2 separate regions of the Macaca mulatta genome follow, and region 1 is linked to region 2. A link is a contact called in public Hi-C data. All regions are on one chromosome and are shown on one strand. Each heading gives the region's core, a stretch centred on a gene start, on an enhancer-like site or on the middle of the called end of the contact. The rest is flanking DNA. Distances are from core to core; before and after follow the strand shown. Region 1 holds the start of NEDD4L (NEDD4 like E3 ubiquitin protein ligase). Region 2 overlaps NEDD4L (NEDD4 like E3 ubiquitin protein ligase).

Evidence for each region. A called contact is a pair of places that touch in the nucleus more often than the background predicts.
Region 1: a contact with region 2 is called in a Hi-C map of fetal cortex germinal zone, with 2.3 times the contacts expected there. The contact joins the promoter of NEDD4L here to the enhancer-like site in region 2. A contact is called at or near these places in 9 of 14 Hi-C or Micro-C datasets (CD4 T cells, blood, cortical neurons and 5 more).

Annotation. Positions count from the first base shown.
Region 1 is chr18:22,958,268-22,963,669 of T2T-MMU8v2.0, forward strand. It overlaps NEDD4L (NEDD4 like E3 ubiquitin protein ligase), which reads right to left and starts at 3,827. Exons shown (of 27, transcript XM_077974748.1): 1 at 3,494-3,827. The coding sequence starts at 3,541.
Region 2 is chr18:22,885,757-22,890,573 of T2T-MMU8v2.0, forward strand. The region is part of intron 1 of NEDD4L (NEDD4 like E3 ubiquitin protein ligase); the gene reads right to left. Among named protein-coding and RNA genes, the nearest start is that of NEDD4L, 74 kb to the right of the region's middle. Within about 2 kb of position 3,550, at least 16 of the 40 cell types and tissues checked have an H3K27ac peak or open chromatin away from gene starts, as enhancers often do. A contact at or near this core is called in blood, where this site is marked.

The DNA of each region.
Region 1 (5,402 bases), core at 2,577-5,076, 73 kb after region 2:
GAATGTGGCCTCAATTAAGCCGGATTTTTACCATTGGTATAGAAGAGGCATTCAAAAGTAGCCAACTATCGTATTTGTATAGGATAAGGAGAGAAGGTGTCATTTATCCTATGTCAGCCTGGCCTTCATTTGTATGCCATTTGCTTCATTTTAACTACTAATGAAATTACTTAATGTCATATCTAATGTGATAAGAAGCTGCCATTCAATCCCAGTATTTTGATCAGTAGAAAAATCTTTTCAATAAATTATCCCTTTCTAAAATGGATTAAAGATTTCAGAAAGTTAGCAGTAACATTCATAAGTAAACTATACCAAAATGCACTACAGATTGACAAAAATAAATAAATAAAACAAAACAAAAAATCCACCAAGGACTCAAGCCAGATGCAGAAACTAGTCAAAAGTGTTCTGATTCCAAACCAAATGTGATTTTGGGCCATGGATCAGAAGTTCTGTAAACTGCTAATCCCTCCAACACCAAAAGTACTTCATCTGACGGTTTTAAATCTGGCTACCTAAAATGACATGATTTAAATCAGGATAAATATGAATTATAACTCACCAGAGAAACCTCCGCCTGAAACACACAGCAAAAATTAAATAGCACATACATTCACACAAACACAGCCCACATCTCAACCCCTTACCTTCTACAGAGGGGACAGACATCTGCTGATGATGCAAGGAACAGCACCAAAGCCTCTGCTTTGGCATCCCCATTTTCTGGGTTCATGCAATGCTTCATCAACAGCAGTGCAGAGAGCTCAACAGTCTTTATGAGCTGGGACATAACTAGGTGCACTCCAAACCTATCATGCTTTTCATCAATCTCAAATCAAAATACAAATCTACTTTGAAGAAATGTGGTAGGTATGAGTGTCTACTTTGCTAAAGGGTTTATGAGGTCACTCGTCTAAATAGCGGTCAAAATCTCTTCATATGGGATATTCTGCAGCACACCAGGCCTACGAGCTGAAGTGCACCCATACTTAATACGCCTTGGAAGAAAAACCCTGCCGTTTGCTTCAGCGGGCATTCTACTTTCAGAGCCTGCTAAAACCTTCCATTGGTTTTTCTTACACATACTAATTCAGGGACACAAAACAAGCTGTGCAAATTCAACAATTTGTCGTTAATATTCTACGAAGGCATTCCCTGATTCTCTGAAGGGCAACCTGACAGCATGAAACCGCCCATGAAAAACAAATACCACTGAAATGTGAAGTCATCAAAACTGCCCTCGCTTATTTTTTCACTGGTAGGAGAAAGTTGAAAAAGGAAGACAGATGAGACTCATCTTGTGTAATACAATGTGTGTGCAACTAAATATTACCAGCGACATGGCAATAAATAGATAATAAAAGGTGTCTTCCTCACCTCTTGCTATTTCCTATACAGCCCCAAATTCCCTTCTAGCAACATGCAGGAGTGAACCCAGTCACATGCCAACACACACTCGGACTCTGTTTACATTCCAAGCTTCACTTTCACACTAGACACCAGTTATGATGATTAGTAGTGACTCCTGTAGACAAAAGTGGCAAGATGTGCTCTAGGTAGATTCTGACACTCACTGCCAATGTAAATAAAGCATAAACAACAGTGACATTAACGTGTTTTATTTATCCAGTTGCACTTCTCAAAACATTCTTAAAATCCTTTTTTCGGGGAGTTTTTACAAATAATCATGTTATTAAAACATTTTTTAAAAGAACCTAGGATGAAATGCAGCTGTCCTCACCCCCACGCCCCCCCCCCCCGGGCCCCGCAATACGTCAACCCAAGTAGCCCCTTTGTTTAGGAATGTCCGTGTCTCTGCAACTCTAAGAGCTCAGGGCCTGCCCTCTACTGCCACTAATTAAATGGAGAAGTAAAGGATGCAAGCGAAAGCTCCTCAAAGAGAGAAGCCAGGAGGGAGAGAGGAGAATCCCCCGGGGTCAATGAAACAATGCTACTTTTCACCTATCCCCAGGTAGTTACACAAAACGGGAAATTATTTTACAAAAGCACAGCAAGGCAAAGTAATCAAACACACAAATCACACATTATTTGCACTGTGATCATTCTTTGATCAAATAAATACATCAAGCTTTGCCTAGCACCGCTAACAAAACAATTCATACCCCAAACACCCTTCCCACCCCAAAATACCTTTCATTCCACACTTACGTAGCACACAGGCACACACACACTATGCCAGAGTAGGAGAGCTGCAGAGAGCGGAGCCATAACGCGAGCCTGTCTCAGATAATAGCCTTTCTTCCAACCCCACCCCCATCACGAGAGAAAGAGAGAACCTCTGAAAAGAAAGGAGGGAGGGAAAGAAAGAGAAATCGAGAAAGCCTGAATTTCCAGGCATCAACTTTTCATGAAATGCACAACCAGGATAGGAAATACCTCCCTGCTGAGTAATGCTTCTTGGGTTGTAAATTCACCTCTCGAAAGGGTAGCCAGACCTGAGCGCGCACCCCGACAGATGGCAAACCACTCCTACCTGCTCCATCCAGCCTGCCTGTCACGCCGCGCCCGCGACAAGGGTCCCACCCCCCTTTTTGGCAGAGCAACATACCAGTAAGGGCCGAGGGTGGCTGGTCGAAAGAGGACTAGGCAGTGATTTAGAAGGACTGTTTCAAAAGGGGGGAGTGGGAGGCACGGAAGAGAGAGTGAAGGTAAAAACAAAGCCCTTTCCAGTGAAACCGACCGCCTGGAAGGCGTGGCTTATTCATTCGCTTTATTAATAAAAGAGATCAATTGAGCTTTCCTCTCCCCACCCACCCCGGAGGTGCCGGGCTTTGAATCCTCGGGAGGAAAAAAATGGCAGGGCTGCAAGCTTCCTCCCCAAGTTTGCAGGAGCACCTGCCACCAGCCTTGAACACCTCCCCCACCGAGGCTCCGAAATCCACAATCCTAGCCGTAGACTTTGCAAAACGAGGGGAGGGACACGCGCAGCGTGTCCCCCATTCCCGGCGGGATAAGCACGCACAGGCTTCTGAGCGCCTGCTGATCCACACAATCATGAGACAGAAAGTTCCAGGGGGAAATGATCCGGCTCCTCCGCAGCCCCGGGTCTCCAGCCGCGCGACCCAGACGTGACATGCATCATGGACTCCCGGGCTGCAGGGGCGAGAGGCGGAAAGTTGCCCAACAGCCCCAGGAGACGCTGCTTGGAGAGGAAGGGGGAAGAGACGAAGGGGGAAGAGAGGCGCGCGTGCCCCCTCCCTCCCCTCCCAAAAGCGAGGAGCGGCGGAGTGAACCCCCAGCTCCAAGGGCGTCGCGCCGCTTTATTTACAAACAATGCGCTCGGCTTGAGGAGGATGGGGGATGCGGAAGGACCCAAGCTCCCCTCGATCCCGCTCCGGGGCCCTCCCGCTTTGGGGCTCCTGCAGACGCCGGGTACGAGCACCCCGGGGGCGGCCCCTTTCCCCTCCCCCTGCCGGCGCGGGACAGGAACTCCCTGGGGAGTCCCGGGCAGGAAGGGGGTGCCACTCACCTCGTCTTCGGAAAGTCCATAGACCGGCTCCCCGAGCCCGGTCGCCATGGAGCCGGCGACCCGCGCGGGGTCCGGGGCGCTCCCGGCTGCTATGCTGCGGCGCGGGCGGCCGGGTCTCCCCTCTGCCTCCAGGTCCCCCGGGTCCCGCACCCTGCCCTGCGCACGCCCTGCCGGGGAACCGGCCGGGCGCCGGCAGGTGAGGGTGCCCGAGCGCGCGCCCCGGCCGCTGCCGGCGCCGCTTCCTCCCGGAAGGCTACGGGACCAGCGGGCCGGCGGCTCCCGAGAGCGCGCCGAGCACCCAGCGGCAGCCCCGGCGCCTCTCCCTGCGCGCGGCGGCGGCGCAGAGCCCGCCGGGCTTTCCCTCCCTGCGGCCCGCGCCTCCCTCCCGCCCCACGGCTCTCCGCCCCTCTCCGAGCCTCCTCGCGCTCCCGGGGACCCGGCTCGCCCGCCTCCTCGCTAGCGCCGTCCGGGCCCCCGCTCTCTCCGCCCCCTCCTCCGCCTCCTCCCACCGGCGCCGCGAGGGGACCCTCCCCGCTCGTCGGGGCGGGCGCACGCGCCCCCCAAGCCAATCACAAGCCGGGCTGGGGAGAGGGCCGCGGGCTGCGGGGGTAGCGGAGTTCAGCCCCACGCCCACCCCGGCCCGGGGCCTCCAGCGCGGCGCGGTGGGGGTCACCCCGCCGCTAGGCGGGTCCGCAGGGGCGTGTACGGGCGCGCTTGGCCGGCGCCGCCGACCCTCCCTCCCCTCCCAGTTTCCCTCCGCTTAGGGGAGGGGGCGCGCTGGACGTTTGGGGGCGATAGAGGCTTTTGCGAACAATAACAAAAACGCCCTGAGCGTTTCTTCCTCCCGGTGGTCTTTTTACCAAGAGCCCTGAGCTCGCTGTTAACTGGGAAAAGGGGAAAAGATGGATGTTTCTAGACCCCTTTAAATTCTTTGCAGCCCCGGCGAGCAGGACTTGGCTACATTGTCAGCTCCCGGGAGCAAGCCGCCCGGCCCGGCCGCCAGCCGAGGAGAGGCTGCCCCAGTGTGGCCGCGAGTCGCCATTGCCTGTGTCAACCTTGTAGGGAACAAAACCAACATAGCGCCCGCCCCGAGTACACACCCACCCACACGAAAACATACAGCATGGTTCTTTGAATAAAAGGCAGTTCATTTTTGAGCCGCAACGTGAAATATCAAACTCAAGCTTAAGGTTATCCTTTGCATACGCAAACGATCGAGACGTCTTATTAGCCACCGTAGGATTCTTCCCACGTCCCAGCTACTGTTTCTCTAGCAAGCAGTTCATTTAATCCTTCCGATTTATAGGACTGCAAGAGACTACTTTAAATAAGTGAAAGAAATTCGTCAGTCTACTTTTTCAGGAAGCCTTTCCTTAAATTTAGATGTTAAGTGCAGTTGTGAGTTCAAAAAGAAACAGACGCAGAACATTCCATTTGCCTTTGAAAAGGAAACATCAAAGTGCCTACTTGGGTATTACCAGGATGCATTTAGGATTTTCATTCAAGGAAGTTAAGAGAGAACTCGCGTGACCTGAAAGAATCATCTTCCTCGTTGCCAGCTACATAACTAAATATCTGCTGTTTGCCTGCTAGTTGGTTTTCAAAAGAGCACACCCATCCTACCTTAAGCTCTCCTTTGCCTCCCTGCAACATGACTGGCTTAAAACCTGTGCCGCAGAATGGGTTTCCTTTGAAGACTAAGCCCCATGGAGTCAACACTCTACTCAGAAGCCTTCTCTAGAAGTCTTGTGCCATGAAGTCCACAGTACTTACAGGCCGCAAAACCCCGAATGAAAACTATTTATGGAGGACTATTTAAAAGTCAGATTTCTGTCCATTCTTTCAGTACTGAGGTTTTTCACCCCTTTCAAACCTGCAGTCTTCAGGCCGGGCGCCGTGGCTCAAATCT
Region 2 (4,817 bases), core at 2,300-4,799:
CGCTTGAGCCTGCAGTGAGCCAGGGCCACACCACTGCTCCAGCCTGGGTGATAGAAAGAGACCCTGTCACAAAAAAAGAATGAAGGAATGAATGAATGAAAGAAAAGAAAAGATTAACAATGGAACAAAACTTGCTACAGACAGAATCTCCAAACCAGCAGCATCCACAAGGGTTCTAAAATCCATCTCACTGAATTCTATAGGTAGTTCCTGAGGAAAACAGGACCCCCAAAGAGTAATTTCCTCCAATAATGGGCCAAAATTAAAATAACACCCCACTCTCATCCAAGATCCTAATAATACGTGAGAATCTTTTCTTTGTTTCGTCCTCTACTAAAATGTTAGCATTTAAGGTGTGGTCATCAATTCTCTATCTTTCTAATATCATTCTACTCTCTTTTATCCCCACCAAAAAAAAGAGGAGAAGACACTTAGATCATATTGTTGAAACGGCCTGTCTTCCTTTGCCTAAACTAAATTTTAACAAATATCTGTTGATATTTTCATCACTTGATAGAAAAACATCACTTAATTATCCATTATAAATCTAAAAACCTACCTAAGTCCGTATCTTCAACTTATCTGCAATTTACAAAAACAGCCCAAGCAGAATATGGTAATAATCACCCGAGTACGAAAAGATACTACTGGGGGTGGGGGAGTGAGGGGGTGGATTACATCTGTTGGACTAAAGAAAATTTTCCTGTATGTGAAGGTAGAGAGGCACTTTTTTTTTTTTTTTTTTTAAATAGACGGAATCTCGCTCTGTCACCCAGGTTGGAGTGCAGTGGTGCCATCTCGGCTCACTGCAAGCTCCACCTCCCAGGTTCACGCCATTCTCCTGCCTCAACCTCCGAGTAGCTGGGACTACAGGCGCCCGCCACCACGCCCGGATAATTTTTTTGTATTTTTAGTACAGACGGGGTTTCACTGTGTTAGCCAGGATAGTCTCAATCTCCTGACCTCGTGATCCACCCGTCTCGGCCTCCCAAAGTGCTGGGATTACAGGCATGAGCCACCGCGCCCAGACGGGACATTTTTTAAAGGGTGAACATTTGCTAAACACTCATTATGGGCTGGGCATTGTACTGATAGTATTTTATGTTTTGTTACCTCATTCCATCCTCACAAAACCCAGTGAGGTAACTGAATTAACCTCATCAGAGAGGGAGGGAGAATACAATTGGCCAATGAATAGCAGAGCCAGGACTCAAACTTAGGACTGCCTAATCCACACCTGCTCTTGGCTGACGTCGGAAGGCCTTGTCTTTACTCTTCCTGGTGCATTTCATTTCACCCCCTGCCACTCTCCATCCTTGCTGTCCGGCCTCAACATGGATTTCCACCTTTCTAGTTGGGCAGCCCAATCTGACAGACATCAAGGCAGCCAGAGAGGGTTCATGGGTTCTGAAGAGAGCAGGCGAGGAAAGATCCAGAGACCAGAGAGGCCGATCCTGGCAAGGAGACTTCTTCCTTAAAGGATCAACAGGCAGAGGGAAGATCTTCAAAGACGATTAAGGAGGATTATCAGATGGCTTGCTTCACAATGCGATATGCGCCAACCTGCTGCAGAGGGAGATTAAAGGGGGCCTGGGGAGCCAGATAAGAACGGGCCTTGGTGCTCGACCCTGGTTGCTATGAGAACCACCCGGGCAGCTTCTAAGCAAACCACCAATGTCCAGGCCTGCCAGCCCCAGACCAATGAAGTCAGGTGTGAGCCCCAGGGCATGGGGACAGAGCTAGGGTTTTAAACCTCCCCCAGGTGATTCTAATGTGCAGCCCAAACTGAAAACCACTGGGCCAAACCAACAGCTAGGGGAACTGAACAGTAACACAGGGTACGGCAGGGGCTGCAAACTCTTGGTCGTCCAGCCCCAGTTGGCTGCATCCACTTGTTATAAAGCTACACCGCTTAACTTAGTGACATTCACCAGCAATTTCTGCAGCTAAGGACAGAGAGAACACACCAGGGCCATCTGGGACAGCAGGTCAGTGGATCGGGTTAAACGTGTGTGCTATGACTACAAAGGCACTGCAGCAGCTGCTGCTGAAGGAGTCCAGGCTGATAAGCGATTCCGGAACACAAAACACCAGAGAGACTCCAGGGAGGCCCAGAAACCAGGCTGGGGGCAGGAAAGGACCTCACAATAGCCTGGGTGCCTTTTTCAACACAAATGGATACAGGTGCCCACACCTCCTCCTACCTCCCCCATTGCTCTGGCCCTTGGGAAAGTGAGCAGGCAACTGGACTTCGGCAAAGCCCTCCCAGGCTTCCACGCCCTGCACCCCACGAGAATGACTAGAACAGAAGGGAAAGATGGGGACAACAGGAAGGTGGGGTGTGAGGGGTAAGGTTGGAGAGGGCAGATTGCAGAGACTAAGAGCTTAGAGGTGAAGTATCTTCAATGAAGACAGTGGTTTGGATTAAAGAGAAGGAAACATTATTGCATTTACTTCACTGACAAAATACGAGGACAGTGTATTAGCAAGCACAGCCACAGGGCTATCAAGAGCCTTTAGGATGACCCTGGGACCTGGGTAAGGACAAAATCCAAGACCCAGAAAGGTAGTAGCAGGTGGTGTGAGTTAAGGTCAGGACCTTCAAGAGCAGCTCAGTTCAGCTTGAGGGGCTGAAGAGGATCTGGAATCAGCGCTCACCCAGGGAACAAGAAATGTCAGCACTGAGTGCGACGTCAGCTCCCCCCCCCCCCCCCCCCCGCTGGGACACAGAGGCCTTCCCTGGAGAGAGGGGGAAAGTGTGTCCTTCCTCAGCTGGGAGACGAAGAAATCAGACGGGCTTCTCTTCGCTCTAGTGATTTGATAAGTATTTCAGGACATTTTCAAAGATTCGGTGCATAAGATTTGGCAACCCCCACCCCACCACATACACACACTCACACACGCACACAAACAACGACGACGAAACAAAAAAAAAGAAAAGGGAGGATGAAGAAGAGAGAGGAGGAATACAGGTCCCTAGAGTGGCAAACACTGAAAAGCAGCAGTGCAGTTCTTACGATTTTTATTTTAATAAATAGGATTTTGTAAACAAATTGTTAAACACAATCACTGATGAAGAAGACCTTCTAGTTATAACTACAAACGAGATGAGAAAATAGGAAAAGCCACAAGTTTGCTTCACCAATTTCAGTTTCCATTTTTATCTACTCATAAACGTTCAGACCACAAATTCTGCATCCACAGCCTCACGTCACAGGCATCATAAGCACCTGACAAGTGGTTACTGCGCAAGCAGCGCCTTACCAGAATCCGGCAGGATACGTAAGAGCATGTGCATCTTGATAACCATGTGTTCGCCAAGAGATCTGTGTGTTCACTGACACGGCAGATGTGAATTCTGAGTCATACACAGGTTAAGGTTCACTCTAACTTGGCAATGCCGGCCGAGCTTCTGGGGTTATTGCATGAAGAAAAAGGGAAGGGAGCTAGTTAAATCATCTTGAGGGGACAAAGAAATGTGGGGTGGTGCAGTCTCCAGTGTCAAGTCCATTCCTCCTGCTGGGCTGTCATTCACACTAACCACACTGGAGCAGCTGTTCTAAAAAATGAAAGCAATGCCTGAATACAGCAGAGACAGGCACTACCCAGAGGTTAGGAGAGGGAAGACTTCTCCTGGCCGCACTGACAAGGAAGACGGGAAACATTCTATACGCTCTGTGTCACGGTCAAAGCTGTTTGTTGGGGTAACCATGAGCCATGTTTGCTACATTTCAAACAATCCCAGGGAAACTGGTTCAAAGACAATTGTGAAGGGATGAGGATGGTTTTCCCACATACAGACCTCTGGTCTCATTAGCTTATAATTTTACCTTTTCCACTGTAATGTGGCTCCCCAGTAAAGAATGAAAAATGGCTGACTGCTTCCCATTTATTCCCGTAAATAAAGATTAACACGCAGAAGCAACGTGGCTGACATCCAAACTCAAAAGTGTACTCAAATCAAAGTCGAATATGATAAAAAGTAAATTGATTGTGCATTATCTTGAACATAAAATATTCTGGATGGTAATGAGGATGAACTGTTTCTCCTGCTCCAAGGCAGCTGGGCCTGGAGGTATTCTACATCCTCAGTAATATATGTGCTGATTTACATTAGTGTCTGGAACCATGACCTTAAATGAATCCGTAAAAAACAAAGCACTCGAGCAAAGAAGAGGCGGTTCTGCAATTGCTCCAGATGAGGAAAATCTGTCTGAAAATTCTTAGTTCATTCCTCAACTGTTTACTAAGCATTTGCTTTCTCCTAGGTGTGTTAGGAGCTGCTGCTTTCTTACTCCTGAAATTCCCTTCTAGATGGAAGAAGCTCTGTCCAGCATATTCTTCCTGCCTCCCCCACCCTCACGCACTCCAACCAGGGGAAGAAAGAAGGGCCAGTGTTGGCAGGAGTTTGGGTAAAGAACTGGCTGTGCCAAGCCAAGCCCCGCCCCTTGCTGTATTTTATCCTCCATGAGGAGATCAGTCCAAAGGATGGACCATCAGTGTGAAGACGCAGCTCAAGCCCATGCTGGCACTGACCGGGGCGGGCACGGGGGAGGTTAAGTCTGCCTAATTCCATATGCTGTGTTAGGAAGCCCACTGGCCTGGCCATAGAAGCCACATTCCCCTATGTTAAGCCTTTGCACTAACAAAGATGATGCTCTGGTCTCCCTCTGCAAATACTTTTGTTATTTCTCTGGTGAAATGTACTTACTGGACCAGTAAAAACTCAAAAGTTTGAGTCCTTTGAGCCTAAAACTGTGCTGCTGCTGTGTAGGGCAGTACAGTTTACAACCCATGAGCTGGCCCCAAATTTAGGG